Regions from separate parts of the Mus musculus genome. Here all the other regions are linked to region 3. Evidence: chromatin contacts called from public HiChIP or PLAC-seq and promoter capture Hi-C data. All regions are on one chromosome and are shown on one strand. Each heading gives the region's core, a stretch centred on a gene start, on an enhancer-like site or on the middle of the called end of the contact. The rest is flanking DNA. Distances are from core to core; before and after follow the strand shown.

Region 1 (3,606 bases), core at 220-2,719, 250 kb after region 3:
AACAAACAAAAAAAGAGTTTTCGGAGATGAATGGGAATCCATAGGCAAAATTAAAATTAAAAAAAAAAGACCATTTTTTTAAGATTATTTATTTTATGTATGTGAATACACTGTTGCTGTCTTCAGACACACCAGAAGAGGGCATCAGATCTCATTATAGATAGCTGTGAACCACCATGTGGTTGCTCGGATTTGAACTCAGGACCTCGGAAAGATCAGTCAGTGCTCTTAACCACTGAACCACCTCTCCAGCCCCAATCAACCCAATTTTTCAAACTCAAATTACATAAAAATCAACTCAAAACTTATTACAAAACTAAATGTTAAAAAAAAAAAAAGTATAACCTTTAAAAAGGCAGTGAGACCAGGCATCTAAAGGCTAAAGATTTCAAAGGAAGGAGCATACTAGTCCACAACGTAATCTGGACCTTTGTTTTCTAGCCTCCAAACTGGGGAAGGGCTCTCCACAAGTAAACCGTCTGGTCTGTTATTTGATCCCAGCAGCCCTAGTAAACTAGTGCAGACAGGAGATACTTTACCAAAGATACAGGAAGGAAGATATACAGGAGAAAGGATATTTACTATCATCAGCCACTTCCCGAGTGGCAAACATCACAAACTACAGGGTGGGTTAGAAGTGTCCAAGGGTGTGGTTGCCATATCAGTCCTGTAATCCCATCACTCAGGACACTGAGGGAGGAGATTGCAAGTTCCTGGTCAAAGTGGGCTGGCTACATAGGAGATGTTATCTAAGAAAGAAAAGGGGTGGGCATCAGGCTGAGAAGATAGTTCCTCAGATAAAGTGATGACTTTAAGCCATATGGACATAATAAACTTGTCTTTAATCCCCAGCCCTTGGGAAACAAGGGGCAGGTTCTCCAGTAAGCTAGCGAGACTAAGCTAGCTGGATGGTGAGCTCCAGGGTCAGCAAGAGACTACCTCAAACTATAAGGCAGAGAGCAACCAAGAAAACCAGTATCAACACACACACACAAGCACACGCACACGTGTGCACACACACACACACACACCACATGGGGGGGGAGGGGAATACACACACACACACATACACAGTGAGTGGGTCAGTCATAATTTAATAGAATTGCCGTCTCCACATCTATTTTTAAGCTTGACATAAAATATCTGAAAACAAGTGCTACCTTGTCATCTCTGGCCTACTTAAAACTTCCCTACTTGAGTGACTGCAATATAGCTAGTTTGTTCTTTATTTCCTAATCTCACATCAAACAACCCCACAGCTGTTAGCCATGATAAAACCTAACGGTCAGTTGTCAGTGCCCGTGTAAATGAGGCACTCACTCATCCGTGTGCGCTGTGGGGGCAGAAGACAGCTTGGCAGACAGAGGTGCTTGCTGGGGAAGCTCGCCTCAATCCCTGGAATCTGCACAAGGCTGAGGAGACTCAGCTCTGTTAAGCTGTCCTCTGAATACGCGTGCTGTGTCACTATGCAAATCATGTGACCCACACAGCACGCCTGCACATTCAATAACTAAGCTTTGGCTAGCAAATCCACACCCTTTCTTTCCCTTCCCCAGCAAGGTCAACACTGCCACCCTCGTGACCCTTCATAAAGGCACATCAAAAGTTGTCTCCTCTCTCTCCCTACTTCCAGTTCACCTTTAGCCCCTCATACTTACTGCAAATGTCTTCTGTTTCTTGCACTCAGGTCTCACCTTTTAACACATACCTGATCCTAACTCCACACCCCTGCACCCCTGCCAGCACTCTCCTACAGAATGGTAACTTAACTGAATCACAAAAGAAATCTGAAAATCAGACTGGAAAGAAGCCAGAACAATGAAATAAGAAAGCAACATCACCAAGTACCAATGAGGATCAGAGACTGTGTCACACATACTCAGCTGACGGTAATGTAAAATGCACAGCCACTCTGGAAAGAGCTTGATTTCTTAAAAACACTAGTATACAGCCATGTGATCCAGTAACTGCATTAGAATAAAAATTTTGCTTGTGTAAATACCTGTACATAAATAATTATAACTAAATACAAAAACTATGATATATATTGATATACATACATAGATATACTTTAACAAATATAATAGAAGCTGGGAACCCAGGTCATTTGCAGTATATGTATAAAATGGTCTATTCACACTATGGAACAGCAGTCAGTAATAAAAGGGAATGACCCACCAGGAGTACCTGACAAATCTCCAACAACTATGCTGCATGGGAGAAAAAATAAATAAACCCTGTATGGAACATTCTAAATGATTCCACTCATGTACTACCTGTTTGTGTGTATGTGTGTATGTGTGTACGTGTGTTGCATGTGTGGATATGCATGGAGATGTGTGTATGTGTGTACATGTGTGTGCATGTATGGGTATGCATGGAGATGTGAGGATGGGTTCTGAGGCCTAAAGTTGACATGGGGTGTCTGCCTCAATTGCTCTCCATCTTTTTTTTCTTTATTACTTTTATGTATGGCATCCTCAGAGGCCAAAAGAGGGTGCCAAATCTCGTGGATGGAGTTACATGCACTTGTGAGCTCTGGCCTTCTGGAGGAGCAGTGAATGATCTTACCACAGTGCTTTCTGAGCCAGGCAGGGGCTCTCACTGAACCTGGAGCTCAGTCAGCATCTGGCTCGAATGGCTGGCCAGCTCTGAGAACCCTTTTCTTTCTGCCCCCAGCTCCAGGGTTACACGTGCACATTGCTCAGCCCAGCTTTCACGTGGGTCAAACTCAGGTCTTCATCCTTAAACGCATAAGCTTTTACCAACTAAGCAATTTCTCCATTCTCCAAAAGACATTTGTGGAAGACATAGAAAATGTAGAAAACCTACACAGATGGATGCTGTCCAATAGACCTGTGCAATAGGAAGACAGCCCTCAATTTTGTGCTGTCAGAAGCAATAGTTGCTAGACACATAACACTAATATACACTCAAGATTTCAGTTTTATGACTGAAATGTGAATTTTTATTTTATCAACTTCATTTATTTCGAACAGTCTCATGTCACGGAGGCTGCTGCATAGGAAAATACAGTTCTAAACACCATAAAGGTAAGATTATTACGCTCTGAAGTAAAATTATACCCAGACAGGGTTGAGGAAAACACTACAGATTCTAAACCGTATTACCACTTACATGTTGACAAGGAAATAATTTTATCTAGCGTGTGCCCAAACACCGTCTCAGCAAATGCCCCAGCAGTGGAGGCGTTAAGATCCTGCATAGCTATACTATGATATTCAAACATTCCAAATAAATTAATGTTTACAATGATTCAAAATTAAACCTATAAATCACTGAAGAATGATGGATATTTACAATTTCAGGTAAGGTACATAGACAAACAAAATGTCAAAGTTAAATTAAAAAAAAAAAAGACCCAGAGAAAAGCAAGATTAACAAAGCAGCCATGTGCACTCATCTTGAAATGCATAGGAAAACAATCCGGGGACAGAAGAGGCTCAGCAGGTAAGGAGCACACACAACTCACAAGTCCGGTCCCTCCAGGGGCTGGACACAACTGCGCTCATATGCACAGCCTCCATCCCAACACACAACATATACACATCATATTAAAAATAAGTAACTTTGTTAAAATTAAAT
Region 2 (3,455 bases), core at 87-2,586, 200 kb after region 3:
AAAAAAAAAAAAAAGACGTTCTTAAAAAGACAATCAATTCCTTTATGCAGTAGGCTAACATTTGCACTCTGAGAGCTGAAAACGACATTTTTACTTTTGAGATTTTCATTCATATATATATATATATATACATATATATATATATATATATATATATATATATATATATATATAACAAAACACTCTTTGTTGAAGGTGCGCTCACTGGCAGTTTTCCAGGCTTCCACACGCACACACAAATGCACAGATCTCTTTAGCTGTCAAGATGCTTCGACTGACTCATGATTGCCAAGCTCCTTGGAGCCAGCAGTTAGCACTCAGCATCTCTTTCCCTTCTGCCCCATTTGAGCCTGCTGGTGGTGACTCTTTGTCAGGACAGCTCCCTAGAGGGTAGATGGAAATGATCTACATTAGTAACACCTGGGTATGAGACTCTGGCTGGAGAGGTGGCTTGGTGACTTTTGGGTCCCCAGTGCCCTGCTGAGCTCCGGTTCAGAGACCCTGTCTCCAAAGTAAGGTGATCCAGTGAAACACCTGATGTCAACCTCTGCTACTCACGTGGGGGTAGCAAGGTCCCCACTCCCCAGAGGCAGGACCCTAAATAAAGCACTGCTGGAGTCTTGGCTGCTGCACTTCACACAGACCGTTATTACTAAACTGAGCAACGTTCTAGCCCTGCCTAACAAATTTTAAAATCAAAACCAAACAGATAAACTTTTTCCAACTAACCTAACTGAATTATGGAACTAAGTTCGAAATGTTTACAAAAGTATCTAGCATGAATAAAAAACAAAAATTACTAGGTCTGAAAAGAAGGGGGAAACTCATCAACTGTACATTTCTATAATGAGGGTGGGAACTATCAAAAGCCACTAGAACTGGCCAAGATGTAGGGGGGGAAACAAGGGATGGAGGTTATGTAAACACTTACCCTGCAGGGAAAAACTCAGGAAATGCTAGGAATCGTTCAAAAAAGAAAGAGCATTCAGTCAACAGTGGAAGTCCTAGAAACCTTGCTACCATGTGAGGAGCCAGAACTGCCTGAGAGTTCTTGGGAGGGGTTGGGGGGGGGGGGCAGAAAAATATCAGAAGAATGACAGACATTTCCAAATTTGGTAAACTTGTAAATCTATAGATCCAAGCATTTTGATACTATAAACGCTAATCACTAAGCTCTAAAATAGTGCCTTCTCTTAAAACTTCATCAAGGCAGGAGTCTGGGTGCATATTTCTCATCACTGCTACCTGGGAAGCAGGGGCCGGTGAATCCATGGCCAGCCCTCAACAGAGCAGCTCTGCATCTCCAGCAGATGGGGACAAAGCGCACATCCAGGTCAGAGGCAAGGGCTTCCTGGGGGTCAGAGCTGGCCTCCTTGAGTGTGTGACTTAGACCAACACTGCATATTCTACTTGCAACTACAGATTTCCTACTTCAAAAGTCAAAGGTATTTAACAGTAAACACTTTGTGGGATGAGGGCGGGTTTCCTAATAAGCCCTGTCCCCAGATGTACTGCTTTTTCAGATAGTTCTACAAAGTAGAGCGAGACATATGCTAGGAAAGCCGTACCAATCTGGCAAGGTCAGGGACACGTGACTAATGACGAGCGGGAGTGCATCACATGAACATGGAGTTCATTGTCTTGAGCAGTTCTGGACTGAGCATCGACAGTTCTGGAGCCCTTCTATCTCATACCATGAAGTTAATTACGAACTGAATGTTAGTCTAACCTGAAACCACCCAATGATCGTCCCAGCCTCTGAGACCTCAGGAAACGAGACTGATAACAGGGAAGAGCCTCGCCATAATTTTGCCTTTCAAATTTGCAAAAGAAAATGCTTTTGTTTGCTATGCCTGGCATTTGAAATAACCAGGATCAAAGTTTAGTAGAAATCATTTTGTAAAAATAATGCTTTAGACATACTTACATTCAAAATTCAGATTTCTATTCTTCCTGAGGTCCTTATTAGCTCCATGGAATCCAAAAATATACTATGGAAAAAGGTTGTCTTTTTATTGCAAAAGATTTCTCCACATTCAAGGAGCCAGAAACTTTAGAACACCAACAGTTTTACTTTTACAAACCCCTATAAATCCTGCCCCTGACTTCAATCCGATCAAAACAGAACTGCAGAATCTTTATTTTACAGTCTTTCTAAGTGAACTGAGCAGACACCACATTTAAGAGTCAATATTTATTTTGATTAATATTTTACAAAATTTTGACAGGTTTAAATTATGTAAGGAGGACTGATTTATTAAACACTTTACAAGTTTTTCTTTCCACAGAGTAACACAGTAAGTAGCTGAATAATACTTGGCACAGTTATAAATAAAGAAAATATAAAACAAAAACATTCATAGCTTAAGTAGGATGCTTCTTTATGCCTAGTATTTAAAATAAACTCCTACAAAACCAACAAAAATATGAATGAAAAAACTCCCAAGAACTTCGTCCCTAGCTCGTAAAGGAATCCAACTGACAGTGAGAACTCCCTCCAAGGAACCTTCAAACACAGCCTGAGAACTGGATTTATCCGGCCCTGCACACAAGGCCTGCGGAGTAAGGAAACATGGCGCACAGTAGCCTCCAGACCATCTGACAATCCTGTTCCAGACTCGCGGAGACCCAAACAAGCCGTCAGTCTGGAACGCATCTCCTTGCCAATATCTTCCGTGGAGTTCCACATCTACAGGGGTTGCCTGCTTTACGGAGAAGCATCTCTTGCACTGAAAGGATACTGTACCACAAAGAAAGAACATGGTAACAACATTCTTACTCAAACTGAGAAAACCATCGTACTCTAACTGTTGATAAAAATGTATCTGATAAAAATTGCAACTGAGTCTCCATGTGAAGTGACTCGAAATAGAAAATTAAAACAAATCCTAGCATTTTATAAACTTTGAATTTAAAAATTACCTAAAATTTCTCCCCATTAATAGCCAAAACTAGCCGACATTTGTACAGTTGACCAATTTTTTTACATTCTATGACAAAATGGTACAATGCTATTACCACCCCACACCCATCTCTTCCCTTTTCAAAAATAAAGTACATATGCCAATTCTAATATTAAAACCCTCAAGTACAATGAGGGTATTTTGTGGAGGTGACTTACGGTCACAGAGATTACTATAAAATGGTAGTACTTGGAAACACTGAGCATCAACTATGTACATGTCCGCTGCTCCTCCTCCTAAGGCAGGGCGGGTGGACCACTAGATTGCTTTAATACCTGTAGCCAGCAATTTACAGGGAATCCTAAGTTTGCCTAGCACTGGACATGCAGTGAACTTGCAGGGGCGAGTGCCTATTAACAGCGGTATGGAACGTCACGAGAAGCTCATTCATATCTCCCTTTGCTTTTTGGTTGGACAAAATGAACTGAGCAGCTGTAAAAACACTAACACGTCTAGACACAGAGAAAACTATTTGATAAGTTATTTATATAC
Region 3 (3,557 bases), core at 522-3,021:
CATTATATTTACTCATCAGTTCATTAACTCATTCCTTTGAAATAGGGACTGTCACTGACCTAGGATAGCTTGACTGGCCAATGACCTTCTCGAAGCAGTGGGTCTCCGCAGCCTGGGTTACAGACTACCTCACCCCCAGCTTTGAAAATGGGTGCTGGGAATCCCAACTCCGTCCTCCTGCTTGTTGAGCAAGCACTTTACTGATTAAGCCATCTCTCCAACCCCATACCTCTGGTTTTTGACACGGGGGTCTTTCCTTTATCTGGAGCTTATTAAACAGGCTAGTCCGCAAGCCCCAGGGATCGGTCTGTGCCTGCTGGTGCTGCAAGCACAGGCACCTCCACACCAGCATGGGCACCAGAGGTCCAACTCTGATCCTTCAAGCACTTTATTGGCTGAGCTATCCCTATAGTCTTCAAATTGTTATTTGCCATAGACATACTTTTTTTTTAAGCTACTATTGTTTATTTGTTCATGCGGATTGTTTTACATGCGTTCTGGTCTTTTCTAAGGTATAGTCCGGTAGCCATTTTCAGGCTGAATGTACCAGCAGACTGGAGTAAAAACCGAAGGACTTGAGTAAATATTTTGAATTCTTCTGATGGCTCATTGTACATTTTTGAGAGCTGAGAGGTGAAGGGTGGGGCCTTTGCACGGAACGGCTAAGACGGGGTAATGAGAATGATAGTTTTGCGTTGAAGTGGGGAAATACTCGTGGGCATGTGTTAAAGAGGCCGTTATAAATCCCAGCTGAGGGCACCCTACAAAATAACAGTACTCGGGGAAAATCTGGGGATCAACCCAAGAAACTGAACCAGGAGCTTAGGAGAGATGAACAAAAGCGATGTCCTCCAACAGGAAATAAAAAAGCATTTGGTAAAAAGAAAACCTGAATAAATAGTGACTTAAACAAGTGCTTTGTACTTACATAAGTGGCTGAAACTGGGTACTAGATGTGAGTGAACTCTTTTAAAGTATCTTTTCAGTTTTTTGTGCAAATCCAAAACGGTTCTAAACAAGAGTTTCTCAAGAGGGGCCTAAAATAGCAGTCTTTCCTTAGGTTCATATTTTAAATAAGAATCCGAAGGAAGTGAAAGGTCTAATAGAAATCAGTAATATTCCAGAGATATTCTTGACTGTTCCCCCATCCCCCAAGCTAGTCCTTACTAGAAACTGTCTAATAACACATTCTCGACCATCTCTAATGCTCTGGAGAGGGAACACCAGGAAACCTTTTGCAAAACCCCCTTTGGTGCGGCTGCCGGGGTTGTTCCCAGGGCTAACGGGCGTGCCATCTGCTCGCAGCCCAGGTGCTAACCAGGGTTCACGTGTCACCTGGCGGCGCCGGGTGCTAGGGAGCCGCCCTGGCAGGTCCCGGCAACTCGGCTCCCGCAGGTTGCTGGGGGCAGGGCGGCGTCCGCAGCATCCCGCGCGTGCGGATCGTTTCCCCGGCTCCATCTGCTGCGCTGGGGGCCGGCGTGGGTCGGTCCCCCACAACAAAAGGGCGCCCCGCGGAGAGCGCGCCGGCCCGCGCCGCCCCGCCCCGGCTTCCCGCGTCCGCGCCCGCGTCCCCGCGGGAAACGCTCCCGCGTCACCGCCTCCAGGTACCCGGAAGGGGGAGGGGGCGAGGCGACAACAATCCGGCGGGCGGGCGAAGGGGAGGAAAGGCGCGGCGCCGAGCGCCAAGACAGCGAGGGGCGGGGCTTCGGGCCGTGCCGCCGCGCCATTGGTCGGCACCGCCCCGCCGGCCGCCGCGCATTGGTGAATGCTCAAATTCAGTCTCAAGGCGCCAGAGGAGGTGTTTTAGCGGGGACCGCGATCCAGGGCTGGAGCTTGGCTTAGGCGGGTAGGAGACGCTGTCGCTACGCGGACACCGCGGGTGGAGCGGAGGATCTGCGAGCCTTGCCCTGCCCTGCCCATGTCGCCAGCCGGCCGCTGAGATCTACACGCTCTGCCCGCTCACGCGTGCGGCTGCGGACGTCCCCGGAGAGACCCTCCATCGCGCAGCGACAGTAAGGAAGCGTGCGGCCCCCTCGGATGGGGAGGCGGGAATGCGGAGACGGGTTACCCGCCGCCCTGGATGCCGTCCCACAGGCCCCGGGTCCGAGTGCCCCCTGGGGTTGTGCTGGCTGCAGCGCTAGGTGAAGGAGGCTGGTCCCCACTACCACCTACCCCCACGATTTAGGGGTCCCCTGGGAAGAGTTTCACTTGGGGTGTGCTTAGATGCCTAGGGAGGGGCTGAGCGCTTCCCGCATGGGTTGGTCTCTAGATCAGGTTTCAGTCTACCCCCTAGATCAAACCCACTCAAAGTTGAATTCCTCCCGGTTCTTTGCGCCAAAATTAACTGACCTGGGAGACCCTGTAACTTTCTTGGCATTTGCCTAACACCTTCCTTCCTTGGTAACTATTTTGCCTGTTGCTTTTCATAAAGGATTGCAGTTTTGTTCAGTTTTTTCGTCTTCCCAGATTTCCAGTGATTCCTAAGTATATTTTAAGTGTTTGTCCGTGTGAGTTTTAATGAGGAATGGAGGGTGTCTTCATTCTTGGAAAATTCCAGGAATGCTGTAGGAAGGGAAAGTTGATGTTCACAAGTGGCATTTTGTCGTTGTTGTTGTAGGGGGAAATAAATGTAAAATCATTTTCTGATATAGTTGTGTGTTCCAGATGGAGGTGAATTGTTTAACACTAAAAGACTTGATCAGCCCCAGGCAGACCAGACTAGATTTTGCCATTGAAGATGCAGAGAACGCACAAAAGGTAAGCACAAATAAATACTTTATAGTCTCCAGCATGTTTTGGATGGTGATGCCTAGCTTTCGTCTCGTATACAGCATAATTGTGATGGCCGTTATAGAGGAGTTTTTAGAGAATGGGGCCATTGCGACCTTTGTTTCGGCTCCTCTTAAGTCATTAGTGTTGGAACCAGCTTCTGAAGCCAAAGGTGCATTCTGGATGCAGTGATCAGAAGTTTGTGATGCCTAGAGATCCCAAGGGCAGTTGAATTAATGTTGGAAGAAATTAGAAAGCGTTAATTCCCTGGAACAGGATTTTGTTGTTGTAAATACTGGATTTAATGTCCGAATGCTGAGAAACACCACCTTCCTCCTAATGGACCAACTACAGAGATGTCTCCCAAGAGTTACAGCCTTGCCTCCTAGACAGGGGTCAATGTGACTGACCCTCACCAGCTCCTCTGAATAGTTGACAGCCCTTCTGCTTCAGATATACTGAGCCACACACTCAGCAATGTCTAAACCACCCTGGCCTGCATCAGCACAGGTGTGCAGAACAGATGTCCTTTTGAGAAGACAGAGCTGTGAATCTGAGCGTTGTTTAAGCAACAGCAAACAGATGTAACAAACCAGTTTCAGAAACCTGGAATGGAAATCTCTAGTAGCAACTTCCTTAGGCATTGAACCTCTCTGGAGTCCAAGTGTTAGTTTTAGGTTAGCATCAACAGTGAACCTGCCTGGTGACAAAAGACTTGCCTTTATACAAGACTTTATACAATATTTGGCAGCTATTATGTTTGTTAGAGGGGGGCATGTATACCAAGA

Evidence for each region. Promoter capture Hi-C pulls out the DNA fragments that hold promoters and counts their contacts. HiChIP or PLAC-seq counts read pairs in DNA pulled down with a chosen protein or histone mark.
Region 1: a contact with region 3 is called in a promoter capture Hi-C map of embryonic stem cells, with 2.4 times the contacts expected there. The contact joins the enhancer-like site here to the promoter of E2f7 in region 3. A contact is called at or near these places in 13 of 39 promoter capture datasets (the 3T3-L1 cell line, 3T3-L1-derived adipocytes, the C10 cell line and 9 more), 1 of 15 datasets of contacts at CTCF or cohesin (the NIH/3T3 cell line), 8 of 484 Hi-C or Micro-C datasets (CD4 T cells, LSK cells, the MNK3 cell line and 4 more), 6 of 115 datasets of contacts at active chromatin or transcription factors (effector CD8 T cells, embryonic stem cells, epiblast stem cells and 3 more) and 3 of 9 other capture datasets (adipose tissue, embryonic stem cells and liver).
Region 2: a contact with region 3 is called in an H3K27ac HiChIP or PLAC-seq map of embryonic stem cells, with 2.4 times the contacts expected there. The contact joins the enhancer-like site here to the promoter of E2f7 in region 3. A contact is called at or near these places in 1 of 39 promoter capture datasets (pre-B cells), 1 of 15 datasets of contacts at CTCF or cohesin (the NIH/3T3 cell line), 3 of 484 Hi-C or Micro-C datasets (CD4 T cells, epidermal suprabasal cells and nephron progenitors), 6 of 115 datasets of contacts at active chromatin or transcription factors (the 230-238 cell line, embryonic stem cells, fetal liver and 1 more) and 4 of 9 other capture datasets (adipose tissue, embryonic stem cells, liver and 1 more).

The regions. Positions count from the first base shown.
Region 1 is chr10:110,990,847-110,994,452 of GRCm38.p6, forward strand. The region is part of intron 1 of Zdhhc17 (zinc finger, DHHC domain containing 17); the gene reads right to left. Among named protein-coding and RNA genes, the nearest start is that of Zdhhc17, 17 kb to the right of the region's middle. Within about 2 kb of position 1,470, at least 91 of the 459 cell types and tissues checked have an H3K27ac peak or open chromatin away from gene starts, as enhancers often do. A contact at or near this core is called in LSK cells, adipose tissue, cerebral cortex and 2 more, where this site is marked.
Region 2 is chr10:110,939,600-110,943,054 of GRCm38.p6, forward strand. Zdhhc17 (zinc finger, DHHC domain containing 17) reads right to left here. Exons shown (of 17, transcript NM_172554.2): 17 at 2,180-3,455. Among named protein-coding and RNA genes, the nearest start is that of Csrp2, 21 kb to the left of the region's middle. Within about 2 kb of position 1,337, at least 21 of the 459 cell types and tissues checked have an H3K27ac peak or open chromatin away from gene starts, as enhancers often do. A contact at or near this core is called in embryonic stem cells, where this site is marked.
Region 3 is chr10:110,743,668-110,747,224 of GRCm38.p6, forward strand. It overlaps E2f7 (E2F transcription factor 7), which reads left to right and starts at 1,772. Exons shown (of 13, transcript NM_178609.5): 1 at 1,772-2,012; 2 at 2,665-2,757. The coding sequence starts at 2,665.